4 separate regions of the Mus musculus genome follow, and all the other regions are linked to region 1. Evidence: chromatin contacts called from public HiChIP or PLAC-seq and promoter capture Hi-C data. All regions are on one chromosome and are shown on one strand. Each heading gives the region's core, a stretch centred on a gene start, on an enhancer-like site or on the middle of the called end of the contact. The rest is flanking DNA. Distances are from core to core; before and after follow the strand shown. Region 1 holds the start of Cd1d1 (CD1d1 antigen). Region 2 has its middle 5.4 kb from the start of Gm23025. Region 3 overlaps Lrba (LPS-responsive beige-like anchor). Region 4 holds the start of Etv3 (ets variant 3).

Region 1 (3,395 bases), core at 357-2,856:
GATGAAGTTGCCTATTAGTTTAATCCATTTGTCTCCCTCTGGCTAGGAAGACCATCCCTGATACTTCTACCCCCCTCCCTGATCTGAGTCTCCTGTAGCCCTCCTCTGTACTCTGGAACAATCTGAATTTCAGCTGGTACAGCCTGCCTCAAATATGGCATGGCTCAGTTTTCATCCCCAGTTTTATTTAACTCAATTTATAGAACCCAAGAGTGGCTGTCAGTGAGAAAATAAACCCCACAGGCCTTACTCATCTCTTCCTAGTCCTTGCCCTTCCTCTACAGCTGACAGTGATGTAAAAACCTAGATGGATCCAAGTGGAGAGCCAGGGTGAAAATAGCCAGCTGACCTTGCTTCTCTAGGTCTGACTTCCCTGCCTCTAGGAGACCACGGACAAATAGGGGGCAGGTGTCATTCAGGAGCATCTGCACGGTTGCACTTGTCCCTTGATCAGCGTTGAGCACTTTGATGGGCAAGTCTAACCAAGATGGGGCCCCTGGGACTGTCTGCCAGGACGTTCCCCAGAATCTCACGACATATTTTCCTTGAAATGCTACGTGTAAAAAGCTTTCCGAAGCATTCCCAGGGTACATTTCACAGCCCGCAGACAGCTGGATCTCAATGGGATCTGTAAGGAGGAGTAGGCAGAGACCAAAGAGTTCATGATTAAGGGATTTGGAAGAAAGGAATTGGTATGAAGATTATCGTTAAGTGCCAGTTGAGGAAAATGATCATGGTGCCCTAGAGCAGAAATGGGCTATTTTTAGAAGGGACAAGGGTTACTTTTAGACAGAAGTAAAACCATAAGGGTGGACAGAGAAGAGAAGCTATGCCCGATGCCCACAGTTATCCAGCTGGGGTCTGGATCACTCCTGCCCACTGGGTTCAGGGTTCCAACCCCTCCACTCACAGTCTTCTTTAGGTGACATCATTTTGACTAATTCCTGTATGTCCCTGGTAAAGCTGACTCGATAGACTTGAAACATATGCTGCAACTTCTCCCACTGCTGGTTACTCAACTTGCCCTGGGACCATGGCTTCGTGAAGCTGATGGTGGCTGAGTCATTACTCCAACGGTGAGTCTGCAGATCCCCCAGCCAGACCACGCTGTCTGTGCGGGACCAGCTTCTGTTTGCAAAGGAAGACATCTGCAGGCAGCGGAAGGTGTAATTCTTTTGCTGGGCTGGAAACAAAGGAAAAGGAAAGAACTTAGCGAGTGGGCTCAGTCTGAGGACAGACTGCAGTAGGAAAAAGCTCAGCTTTAGCTGCGCTTGCGGAAGGAAAGGCAGGCTCAGTGTAGTTCTGAACTGAGCTAAGCCCTGAGCCGCAGCCATACATTGCTCCTCCCACTGTTGTTGCAAGCCGGGAAGCCCACCTCCACCCGCCCACTACTGCACAGAGCTTGTAGCCAGCCTCTTTCTCCCTCCCTTCCTCCCTTCTCTAGATTGTGTGCGCTTTTACTCACTCACCTTCAGATTGTCCCCAGACCTGTAGGAATGCCCACAGCAACAGCCATGGTAGGTACCGCATAGCGCCAGAGTTCTACACAGCCCTCGGCTCCGACTTCTGCGCTTTACTCTGCTCCCGGACTGGTACACAAAGGCTCTGGGGTTTTTGGTGCAGAGCCAGCAAAACCCGGAAGGACGCGCAGGCACGATTGGTAAATTACTCTTTGACAAAGCCAAACCCCCTGGTAGTTGAGGGTTGGAGTGCAGCTTTACTCAGAACCGCTACGCAAACCACTTTTAAACAAAACAAAACAAAACAAAACAACAACAACAAAAATGTCTTTCCGTTATACTAAAGAATGAGGTTGAGACTATCGTCTCAATATCGAAAGCAAGACAAAATTGTATTTCGGTTACAACTCCGATGGTATTAAAAATGCAAGGGGAAAAATAGAAGGGACGTTTTGGTCTAGCTAGCAGGGGCTGTCTGCAGGTGCTCCATTTACAAGTTTGGATCCTCCCAGATATCTATAAATATCACATTAAAATAATGATAATGATAATAATAGATGTGATTCTTCTAGTGGTTCATTGAGAGGATAGGACTAGGCGGGTTAAGTTCCTTCATAGCTTTCGTATGCCCACAGTTTCCCATGTCAGATTCTTTTTCCCCTTACCCTGGTTTCTTTTCTCCCTTGCCTTACCTGCCCTCTGGCTGTCCCCGACTCCATTTTGGGAGAGTACAGGCATATTTTATTTTTAGTTTTTATTTTGTTCTGTATATTGTACTGTCATGATTTGCGAAAATCGAAGACTTGTGTCAGTCTGATGTGAGGAAAAGCCAAAAGTGACGAGATGTGCCCCCTCGAAGCGCTTCAGCACAGCGAAAACACGGGCCATACACCTGCAGACAGATGTCTTTCCCACTCACTCGCAAATACCGAACCTCTTGTTTTTGAGAACAGAGGTAAGATTACAGGGCGCGCCTGTGAGTTTGTAGGGCCATTCCCAACTTCTCACGCTTAAAACAAGTAGTGACAAAAACAGTTGCTCAAAATTTCAGTTACTGTGAGAAAGGAGAAGTCATCCTTGGTAAATCGTACTCCTGCAGCAAGCATCCTGATACCATCTTCCTCGTTCCTTTTTAGTCACCCCGTTGTATGCTTTGCTCTGTCTTTTTGCCTTGTCTCCTAAGTAGGCCTCTTCTCTATGTCTCTACCCTTAACATAACCGCAACCTTCTGCTTCAACTATATGAAATACCTTCCACGAGGTAGGAAAAAACCCCATCATTGATCGGTATAGCCTCTAGGATCATTCTGCCCATGCTCTGGCTTGCCTTGGAGCATCGTTTGGGACCCTACTCTAAGTCTCACATGCTTTCGTCCCTTAGATACAGCTTCTTCCTCAGATCTCTGCACAAATAGACCCCTTGGGGACCTCTGACCTCCAAGCGCCTGCCTAGTGTCCACTCAGACTTCAAACTCCAATGTAATTTTCTCAGAGAGCCTCCTCAAGCTTCCCAGACAGTGTGAATAAAGACTGGAAAGCTAGCCAGCCCATCTCCACACACTGGGCGGCAGCTATCTTTGTTGGCCTTTCTTCCTAACACATAGGCCTTGTCATTACAGAAATGTTAGTTTGACCCCTTCGCTGTCCCAGCTGGAGGCTTGTCAGAACGCGAGAATCACATTGCCTAACCTGACTCCTCCCATTCTGCCTTCACCAACCTTCTCTCCTGGGCCCCAGTGTTGTAAGAGTCCTAGAGGGCAGGCTTCTCCCTCCTGGCTGTGCTCCTGGAGGTGGCTCTAATCCACTAGACCTGATTTTACTGGATATTGCTCCCAACAGTTTGAGAAAAGTTTTGTTAAAAAATAAAAGGTTAAAACAATGATTATTTTTTATAGTTCAAAAGCATGATTTTTTTTATCACAACAAACTTATACCA
Region 2 (3,395 bases), core at 313-2,812, 800 kb before region 1:
TGGTGCAGCAGTTATGCCTATAATTTCAGCACTGGTTAGGAGGAGATAGGATCCATTCCTATAGTTTGCTTGTTAGGCAGATAAACTAAATTGGTGTGCTCAAGGTTCAGTGAAAGACCTTGTCTCAAAAAATAAGGTGGTATGGAGGGAAATACCTTTAATATTGGTAATGTGGCAGGCAGATCTTTGTGAGTTCAAGGCCAGCTTATCTACAAGACTCAGATGCCTAGGTCTGACCATTGAGCTCCATGTGTACCTGTACATATGCACACAAAAATATGCCTATACAATGCACACACACACACACACACACACACACACACACACACACACAGAGAGAGAGATAGAGATAGAGAGAGAGAGAGACTTTGCATTTCTGTTAAAGAAAATAAAACACTTGTCTAATAACCCTGGTTGAAATAAGAGTAAAGCCCAGAAGAGCTAGGCGTTTTCTTCTTTCTTTCTTTCTTTCTTTCTTTCTTTCTTTCTTTCTTTCTTTCTTTCTTTCTTTCTTTCTTTCTTTCTTTCTCTCTCTCTCTCTCTCTCTCTCTCTCTCTCTCTCTCTCTCTCTCTCTTTCTTTTTCTTTTTTCTTTCGAGATAGGGTTTCTCTGTATAGCCCTGGCTGTCCTGGAACTCACTCTGAAGGAGTGCACCACCACACCCAGCAGGAGTTTTACTTTTCATGGGGCAGTGGTGGCACAAACCTTTAATCTCAGCACTCAGGAGGCAGAGACAGTCCCATCTCTGTCAGTTCAAAGCCAGCCTGGTCTACAGGTGCAAGTTTGTTTGTTTGTTTGTTTGTTTTAATTAAAAAATGTTTTATTTCACAAAAGATAAAATGAGAAGAAAGGCACATAGAGACTTACATTTAAACTATTTGTAGAAATAGAACAGGAGAGTGAAATATTCCCTGTGGAGCAGAAAGCATAGTTTGTTTACACTGTGGTGAGAGGTTTAGGACAGAGGATAATCACAGCAGAAATTCTCTGTTCAGAAGCTAGCTGAGCAAGAGATAATTCCTACAATTAGCGTACCGCGGCACCAGGGGCGGCTCGGATCACTGTGCCGAACCGCCCACGATGTGCCAGCCGGATCTCAGCCGCACAGCAAGAGCAAGGATCACAAACTACACCAGCGGTGGCACTCGGAATGCTTAAAAGGAACAGTTAGGAAGCTTTTCTCACTTACCAGCACTTTACTGGGAATGTAAAAACTGCGCACAAAGATCCCTTATAGTTAAAAACAATCATCTATCGGTGTGAAACGTGGTCCTGACCTGAGACCTACCATGTCCACACCCCACGTTTAACTAACCTCAAGTAGAAAACATTTAAAACATTGCATCTGTGTTGAACATTCAGCTCTTGGTACAGCATTTACGTTACACTGGGCACTAGCAGTTTAGCTAAAGTAATCTAGAGATTAAATAAATTATGCAGGCTCTGTAACACTAGCCATTTTAAATAAAGGATGTGAGCATCCTGCTGTCTGCAGGGGCTCCTAGAACAACCCTGCTATGCACCAAAGGAAACAGTGTACTTTGATAACTAAGGAAACACTATGAAGAAATAAAGCCCATCTGTAAACCCACAGACTTATATTTACAACAGGATGTGGCCTTCCCATCTGACTGACGGCAACTGAATTCTTCTAGCTGCTTAAGCACGAAACTTTAAAATTAGCCCTACTTCTCCCTTTCTTTCATATTTTAGACTTCAAACCCATACTCAAAATATATATCTTCAGAGTTTGAGCACTTTCTAACATTTCTGCTGCAAAGACCGAGGTCAAAACCATGACGTGCTTTTGGCATGCTTAGCTTAGAAGGCAACAACTCTTTTCATAGTTTCTTAGAGAATTTTTATCTTGAAGGGTTACTGAAGGCTTTTCTGTATTGATTACAATGTTCATATGACCCCTGCTCTTGAATCTATTTATAAAAATGCTTATTGATTTCCATATATTGAACCAAAGTTGCATCCCTGGAATGAAACTTAGTTGGTCAAGTGGGTACTGCTTAATGGATTCTGGAGTTTGATTTACAAAAATTTCATTGAGCATTTTTGCATCTATAGTAATTAGGGAAATATTTACAATTGCTATACCTTCTTAGATGAACTTTCCCTTTATTAAGATGTTTGGTTGGGCAGTGGTGGCACACGCCTGTAATCCCAGCACTTGGGAGGCAGAGGCAGGCAGATTTCTGAGTTCAAGGCCAGCCTGATCTACAGAGGGAGTTCCAGGACAGCCAGGGCTACACAGAGAAACCGTGTCTCAAAACACCAAAAAAAAAAAAAAAAAAAAAAAAGAAAAAAGATGTAGTAGTTTTTATCTCTTCTTTTTTGGTTCAAGTCTCTTCTCAGACATCTGTATAGATATATTGATTTGGTTTTGGTTTCTATTTGCTTGATAAAATGTTTTTTATTATCTCTCTTTTTTTTAAGATTTAGTTTATTTATATGTTTACACTGTAACTGTTTCCAGACACACCAGAAGAGGGTGTCAGATCCCTCTACAGATGGTTATGAGCCACCATGTGGTTGCTGGAAATTGAACTCAGGACCTTTGGAAGAGCAGACAGTGCTCTTAACCACTGAGCCATCTCTCCAGCCCCATGTTTTTTATTCTTTAATTCTTAAGTCTTTGGATTTTTTTTTTCTTTTTAAACTCATGAGATATGTTTTTTAGAGACCACAGAGAATAGGATCTAAGTTTTAAATCTAGCCAGCCAGTCTATGTCTCTTTTTGGCAAGTTGTTACTGAGAAGTATTTACTAATTCCTATAATGTTGTTGCTTTTCTCATAGGCTGGATTATTGTTTGACTTTATCTTCTTCCCCATTAGGATTAAGGATCTGCTGGTTGACTGTGAAGACATGATGGCTCCTAGCTCTCTCATCTACTCCTCTCTACATTTATTCTTGTTCTTTTGCAACTGAGAGTCCTCCTTCTGTACACATTACTCTTCTCCATGGATTATTCTGTAACACTGGATCAGTGATAATGAGTTCCCTTACTTTGTGCTTGTATTGATAGGTGATTATTTTCCTATAAAATTTAAAATGTAGTAGGTTTATTAGATATGGATCTTGGTTGGTAGTTATAACTTTTAGGGCTTCAGATATATTATTTGAGCTTTCTTAACTTTTAGAAATGCTGACAAGATATCTGATGCTATTCTGACATTTCTATCTTTGTAGATGACTTGGTATTTTTTCCCTTACAGCTTTTAATAAAGTTTCTTTGTGCCGGGCAAGATGGCACACGCCTTTAATATCAGCACTCAGGAGGCAGAAGCAGGCAGATTTCTGAGTTCGAGGCCAGCTTAGTCTACAAAGTAAGTTCCAGGGCAGCCAGGGCTATACAGAGAAACCCTGTCTCAAAAAACCTAATAA
Region 3 (3,395 bases), core at 361-2,860, 690 kb before region 1:
TGGTTTCATTTTTCTGTGTTAAATAAAGTTTTAGTTGAGAGGGCCTTTGCTTGCTAAGTATAAATCCAAGAGCAGTTCCACTCCATCTTTTGTAGAATCTATAGTTCTATAGCTCTGTTCTTTTGTAAATGCGCACACACATGCGTGCACACACACTAGCATGATGCACACACACTCGTGCACACACACATTGCTTCTCCCTCTCTTCCCTCTCTCCATTTCATCGCATCATTTCCTGTTGCTGTTGTCTGCCTCTTCTGTGCGTACTTCACTTCAGCCAGGATGGTGATGAACTCGGGTTTCATTTTACAACCAGAGCTGAAATACCACATTTCATTGAAGGCATAATATAGTGGCCTCATTAAATGTTAATATTAATATTAAAAAACAGAAAATTCTCACATGTTTGCCAAGTAATTTTGTAGTGCTTTGACAACAAACTACTTATTCCTATGTGAACATAAACAAATTTACAACAGAGTTTGTGAACAAAATCTTTAACAAACTCTGATCTATTAGTTGTCCTAAAAACTTAGTATTAATATTAAGTTAATTTGAAATAAAGTTTTACCAAGTTGTATAATTATGTTCATCTGTATTTACAATTTTTCTTAGAAATGGTGTTATTTTAACCCCTGTTACCATTTCCCCTCCCCCTTTGCCCACTCACTGTGTCTATTATAGCACATACTTACTCTAATTGTCAGGAAAAAAATGTCTGCAGACTTTCTCTTCTGGGGTCATAATATCTTATTTTGAGCCAGTCTTTTCAAATGGTAAAGAGAAACACAGCTGCCGACTGTGATTGCCATTTGGAAATAATCAGAGGAGGCAGCTGGAGGTTGTAGCTTTTTATCTCCAGGTTAAATTTGACCTCTTTCTCTTCTATGACCCTCAGTCTTATTTCTTTCAAAGATTGTTTCAAGTTACTTTAAAACTCTTTTACTAGACATTTTTTTTGTCTTACTAGCCAGCATATTTGTAAGGCTTTGTGTCTCTTTTGAAGTTGTCAGAAAGCGTCTTATTACATATCTAGATGGAGAGGAGTGTTTTTTACTTTAAATTTAATTACATGACTTCTCCATGTTCCTAATATTTTCACAATTTATTTTTTTACACTTTTAACTAAATTTCCTTAATTACCTTTTTAGAATTTGTAATTGCGTTGATGTTAAATTAACATTCTCAGTCAGCTGTTTGTTTGGTATATACATAAAGAATTTTATTTGCTCTTAGTTTATCATAAACACATTTATAGCAAAGGACAGATCTGGATTGTTTGACTGGCAGGGCATGCAGCTTGCAGGGTGAGAGCAAGCTTTTTTAAAGAGCACAGTGCAGTGCGTGTTACACTAGGCTACAGCGCTGTGTGGGCTGCTGTAGAGTCAGTGTGAACCCTCCTGTAGTCCTGAAGTTGGAGCTGTAGATGTATGATCCAACCTTTGTTTTGGGAAGGGAGTGAGGAGCTCCTTGGAGTCTCACAGTTTCATTTACCTTAGATCTGCTCAGAGGTAATCTTATAATGACCTTGAAGGAACTATCAATTTTCTGGTCTGCAGTGGTCTTTTGTTTACTCAGAGAATATTTGTGGAATAACTACTTCGTTCTGGGCAGTATGGGTAGAGTGGTGAGCAAGACAGGCTTGATTCTTGCACTCATGGATATTAGACATAGTGACAAAGATAGTTGCTGCATCGGTGTGATTAGACTGTATGGTGAGTGGATAAGAGGAGGAAGGTTTGTTGCTAATTAACATAGAGGTCTTTACTCTCATTTATCAATGTATATTGCTATTAAATCCATTATATTTTCCCTGTCATATCATTTTAAAATTATCTGATTTTGTCTACCTTTTATTCAATTTATTAATTTATTTAAGGAATCTTGTATAGTTTGTCGTTGTTGTTTTTGAGACAGAGTCTAGCTCTGTAAGTCCTGGCTGACCTAGTTCTCACTTTGTAGCCTGCCCGTCTCAGGCTAGGATTCTTTTGCCTTTGTCTCCCAAGTTCTGGGATTACAGGTTCGCATCACCACACTGGTCTTCCTGTATGGTCCAAACATGACATCCTCATCATAACCTTTCTTAGTCTCTTTCAGACTTTAGTTTTCTGTTAATTTCAGAGTAAGGTAATCTCAAAGCTAGCTTCAAGCCTTTCTGTTAGTTCTATGTTTTGTAATGTAGAAATTCAAATTTCCTCAGTAAGTTAGCAGGTACCATAAGGAATCACTAGAGTGGTTCCCCAGTTTTGGATGCTCTCTGAATCAGTTGGGGTAAGTTTTTAAACACAAAAAAGTAACAGCAGAATCCTACTCTGTCCATATTAGTGTGGAGTATGACTAAGGCTTCATAATGTTTAAAAAAAAATGTTTTCTAGCTCTTTTAATGCACAGGTAGGTTTGGAAAATGATTGCTCCCTTTAACCACTATTTTTCTTGTTGGAAATTTCCTTTCCTTTTGTCTGCTTGCACTGCTACTTCTGCCTTCAAAGCCTTGCCTCATGCTTCTTGATTGATGAGGGTCTCCCTACAGATACTCTGTATCTAACCGTTCTGTATCTAACCCTCTCTGCCCTGAAGTCACTGTGTTTAACATCCTGAGACACTGCCTTACCCTTTGTTGTGTGTCCTTAAGGTGCTGGTGATTGAGCCCAGTGCTTTGCACATGTTGTGCGAGTGTCCTCAGCCTTGACGTGGACCTGGTCATGGCTCAGTGTCTGCTTTTATGGCTTGAGTGTTTTTTTGTGTGTAATTTTTATCTCCTTAACTGCATTTTAGTATGAGGGATGGCATGTGTGTCATTATAATCCTCAATCCAGTGCTAAGTATATAGGTACATGTAAATATTTTTGACTTGAAATAAAGTACTTAAGAACTTGAAGTATGTTATAAGAAGTATTGTATTGCTTCAGTGACAGATAGGTTGGGGCTACCCATTTTAACAGCAGTAAATATATCAAAAACATTTTGATGCAACAAATTACCTGAAAACTTTTTTTCTATACTCCAATTGTATTCTAAACCCTGGTTTAATCCAGTTAAGCGCCATTGGTTTTTTTTTTTTTTTTTTAAGAAACATATCTACTATTCTGATTACTAGTTAAATGTTAAATTGGTTATTTATAGGGCATCTAAGAGGTATGTACTTAATACTTGTTTGTTTAGAAAAATTCCCAAGCAACAACAAGTCTCAGCACAGGGTTGAAAATGAAAATACCCAGTGTCCAGGAAGGTAATGTAAATGTGCAGCGGCAAACGCATGGAAGTAATTCAGTCTAAGGGGAGATTGTGTATGCTCTGTGTGTGTACACACATACATACATACCCACTAGGCAGAAAATGAGCAGTTCATGCTCGCGGCGTGAGAGTAGAGGAGGAGTAGCCGCCCTGATTTTCTG
Region 4 (3,395 bases), core at 406-2,905, 530 kb after region 1:
CCTAACCATATGCTATATTTACACTGTGCCATCCTCCGTCCTAAGTCGTAGAACATGGTGTTCACACATTAAATATCAAGGAAGTACTTATTGTAATCTCCTACGCAATAAGATACTACTAAACATCTAAAGGTGTCCACGGGAATACTCCAAAAATACTACATTCAAACAGAAGAGGAAGTGACAGTGACTACTTAACCGAGGTAACAAAGCCCATCAGTAGTTGAAGGCAAGAGGACTAAAATGTTATGTTCATTTCGCTCGGTGGTTCTCAGCCTTCCTAATGCTGTGACCCTTTAATACAGTTCCTCATGTTGTGGTGACCCCAACCATAAAATTATTTCCGTTCCTACTTCATAACTGTAATTTTGCTACTGTTATGAATTGCAATGTAAATAGGTTTAGACATAGGGGCTTACTAAAGGGGGTCAACCCACAGGTCGAGAACTGCTGATTCGGCTAAACCCTAGCATTTGTTCTGTAGACCCAAACATAGAAAATGGTGTTCTAGACTGGACAGAAGATGGAAACCATTATAAAGCAATTTCTATGCTCAGAGTGCTCATATTTCTAATCCTCTCAATGGTATTTAAATTTTGTTCATTTTACTGACTTTCAAACTAGAAGGGGCGGGAAAACTAGACCTCACCAACACTAGTCCTTCCTTTTTAAGCAGGTAAGGTAACCTTAGGCCATACTGAGTACTGAACTTATCTCAAGACCTCAAGAACTATCAATTATTAGTCTTGCATTGTGACACATATCTTTAATCCCAACAAGTGTGAGGCAGAGGCAGGCAGATCTCTGTGAGTTCGAGGCCAACCTGGGTCTCTACATAGTGCTTTCTAGGGCAGTCAGAGATACATTGTCAAGACCTCTGGCAAAACAAACAAAACAGTAGTAGAAGCCAGAAGGCCAGTTGTGGTAGTATATACCTATAATCCTACACACACAAGTACAGCATGAGATAATTACAAATTCATTGGCCAGTCTGGGAAGGGAGGTGCTAATAGGCATATCCAAAGCTAGAAGCCAACCTTTGATACAAATCATGGTAAGACTTCCATGTTCTGTGTCGTTCCCAGGAGGGAAAGGTTGTGATTGCATAAAGTTGTTGCTACGCACTCGTGCACTCGATGAAGACTTCAATTCTGCCTCTCATCTTCGCCTTCCCCCACTTTTCACCACTTTTCACTCTCATCCACTTAACCTTTACTGGTCCCAACACTGCCTCTGGAGGGAAACTAGGGCTGGGAACCATTTGGAATTACGGAAGCTGATTTCACATCCCTTATCACTAACTCTTGAACAAAATTTGTCTGGGACAAAATTGTAATTGCTTAATCGGGAACAAAAGGCAAAGGGAAAGGGAGGGGGGAGCGGTGTTTGAATGGCAAAGTCGTGCACGCTGTAACACTTGGACGAGGCAGATCAGGACTAAAAATGGAACAGTGCAAGGCAAGGCCAACTTCGCACGTGCCTCTGAAGCTCCTGTGCTCCTGTCAGCGCGGAAGAGCCTTCCTTCTGCAGAGGGTTCCAGCCCCGCGGCCTCCGAGCCACGGAGGGGCACCGGTACCTTCTGGGCGGAAGCCGTGCCGCTCACGACACCGCCCCCTCCCACCCTGGCCCAGAGTGGAAGTGACGAAAGCCGCCGCGGAGTCACTTCCTTCTGGGTGGATGAGGAGGAGCCCGAGCTGCCGCGGAGGAGCCCGAGTGGAGACGGACGGCGCCGGAGAGGTGAGACTGGTGGCGTCGGCGGTCGCGGCCCGCGCGGGCAGGACGGAAGGGACGCGGATGAGGGCGGCCGTGGAAGCCGCTGCGGACCAGCGGGAGCGGCGAGCCCCGCCGCAGGCCGGGAGGGTGACCGAGCGCCCTGGGGGAGTCGCGAACACCTGCAGACGCGCCTGCGGGCTCCGAGGGGCTGGATGGGCACATCGGGGGCCGGAGGATCGAGGAGAGGGTGCCCGGCTCGGGCGTCGGCCAGCGCGAGCCCACGGACACCAGGCTGAAGGGTGTTCTGGAGCAGGGAAAGGGCCCTGCGATCCGACAGCGCAGGGTAGGAGTTAGTCCCGGACAGTGTCCCAGAGCCTTGGAGAAATCGGTGTCTCTTCAACCCCATCATCACGGAAATGGGAGAGGAAGCTCTGCCCAGCCCTGGTGCCTTGTTACTTGTGTATATCCTGTGTGTGCCACTGTCTGTCTGTTGCCTCTTTCCTTGAGCCATTTGTCAGCTCCTGGATCCCGAGGGTTGTCATGGACTGAAACTTACTGTTCTCCTTAGTGTATTTGTCGTCAACGAAAATGCAGAACACCTAGAGGAATTCTAGGTTAGATGAAATTTCCAAGATTAGGAATTTGTCCCACCCCACCCTGGGGCCTCTGAAGCACCTGCAGTTGCTCCAGACCTGCTCTGGTTGGTGCCGGGGGCTGTCCACCCTGCAGGGTAATGAGAGTAAGTCAGGTCTCTCCTCCTCCGTCATTCCCGGTCAGTTTCACCCTCTCCTCCTATTCGCTGAAGGACTGACACAAAGCTGTCTGCTGCTGGGAACGGGAAATTTATTGAGGAACTATAAATCTGCATGGAATGAATTCAGATCCTAGCAAGATGCCTTCCTCCACCGGCCAGGCGATCTGAAGTACCTACTTTACCCTTTTTATTTCCCTGTTAAGTAGATGGCATAACATTTTTTTTCACAAAATTTTAGGAAAGTGACATGTTTCTTGTATGGAGTGGCTGTACACAGGACATGTTTACTTTCTGTATCTCAGAATACTGTTGGAAGGTGAGCCCAGTTTCTGACTGGAAGATGTCCTTCTCACACAATTCAAGAAATACGTAGGATCGGATGTTCCTTTTTGAATAGGGGATTTGGATTTTTTTTTTTCTCCCACTTCTTAAGTTGGTGTGTCTGGGTGAATTCAGGCTTGTGTATCTTGGCATCTGGGCTTGTCTACCAACAGAAAACAAACTGTGTGGCTTGCTTTTGCTGCCGTTTTGGACTTCTTTCACTGTTCCCTTCCCTCTCTTATGTCGGAGGGTCGGTTGGTCACAAGGAAGAAAGCAGATATTAAGGACAGTGTTTACACTTTGCGGCTAAGGTCAGGTGAGAGATAATTATGGCTTTTGAGGTGGATGACCCAAGGACCATCATTTGAGGACATGAGGATTACTAGTTTAGAGGTGACATGTTTGAAAGGTTAAAGAAGGCTTTGAAACGAAGTAAAGGCAACAAGAAGGATGTTGGGGGGGGGGAACTGTGACCCTCCCCCCCAAAAAAGCCTTAATTAGATAATTCATAACATCTCAAAATAGTAGTGTGACTTGTCTCTCTCAGCAGGAGGGCGAAAATGAAAGCAGGCTGTAGCATCGTGGAAAAGCCAGAAGGAGGTGGAGG

The links. Promoter capture Hi-C pulls out the DNA fragments that hold promoters and counts their contacts. HiChIP or PLAC-seq counts read pairs in DNA pulled down with a chosen protein or histone mark.
Region 2: a contact with region 1 is called in an H3K27ac HiChIP or PLAC-seq map of large pre-B cells, with 8 times the contacts expected there. The contact joins the enhancer-like site here to the promoter of Cd1d1 in region 1. A contact is called at or near these places in 6 of 39 promoter capture datasets (the 3T3-L1 cell line, cranial neural crest, hematopoietic stem and progenitor cells and 2 more), 2 of 115 datasets of contacts at active chromatin or transcription factors (embryonic limb bud and large pre-B cells) and 2 of 9 other capture datasets (embryonic stem cells and liver).
Region 3: a promoter capture Hi-C map of the C10 cell line shows a contact between it and region 1, with 7 times the contacts expected there. The contact joins the enhancer-like site here to the promoter of Cd1d1 in region 1. A contact is called at or near these places in 10 of 39 promoter capture datasets (3T3-L1-derived adipocytes, the C10 cell line, cranial neural crest and 6 more), 2 of 484 Hi-C or Micro-C datasets (the STO cell line and embryonic stem cells), 4 of 115 datasets of contacts at active chromatin or transcription factors (bone marrow-derived macrophages, embryonic basal ganglia, large pre-B cells and 1 more) and 1 of 9 other capture datasets (macrophages).
Region 4: a contact with region 1 is called in an H3K4me3 HiChIP or PLAC-seq map of neural tube, with 4 times the contacts expected there. The contact joins the promoter of Etv3 here to the promoter of Cd1d1 in region 1. A contact is called at or near these places in 3 of 39 promoter capture datasets (frontonasal cranial neural crest and liver) and 11 of 115 datasets of contacts at active chromatin or transcription factors (bone marrow-derived dendritic cells, bone marrow-derived macrophages, embryonic midbrain and 5 more).

What each region holds. Positions count from the first base shown.
Region 1 is chr3:86,997,723-87,001,117 of GRCm38.p6, forward strand. Cd1d1 (CD1d1 antigen) reads right to left here and starts at 1,607. Exons shown (of 6, transcript NM_007639.4): 1 at 1,470-1,607; 2 at 911-1,183; 3 at 350-628. The coding sequence starts at 1,530.
Region 2 is chr3:86,195,114-86,198,508 of GRCm38.p6, forward strand. No RefSeq gene overlaps it. Among named protein-coding and RNA genes, the nearest start is that of Gm23025, 5.4 kb to the left of the region's middle. Within about 2 kb of position 1,563, at least 48 of the 459 cell types and tissues checked have an H3K27ac peak or open chromatin away from gene starts, as enhancers often do. A contact at or near this core is called in hematopoietic stem and progenitor cells, where this site is marked.
Region 3 is chr3:86,310,856-86,314,250 of GRCm38.p6, forward strand. All of the region lies in intron 13 of Lrba (LPS-responsive beige-like anchor), which reads left to right. Among named protein-coding and RNA genes, the nearest start is that of Gm26343, 37 kb to the left of the region's middle. Within about 2 kb of position 1,611, at least 6 of the 459 cell types and tissues checked have an H3K27ac peak or open chromatin away from gene starts, as enhancers often do.
Region 4 is chr3:87,523,923-87,527,317 of GRCm38.p6, forward strand. Etv3 (ets variant 3) reads left to right here and starts at 1,656. Exons shown (of 5, transcript NM_001083318.2): 1 at 1,656-1,737; 2 at 3,336-3,394. The coding sequence starts at 3,349.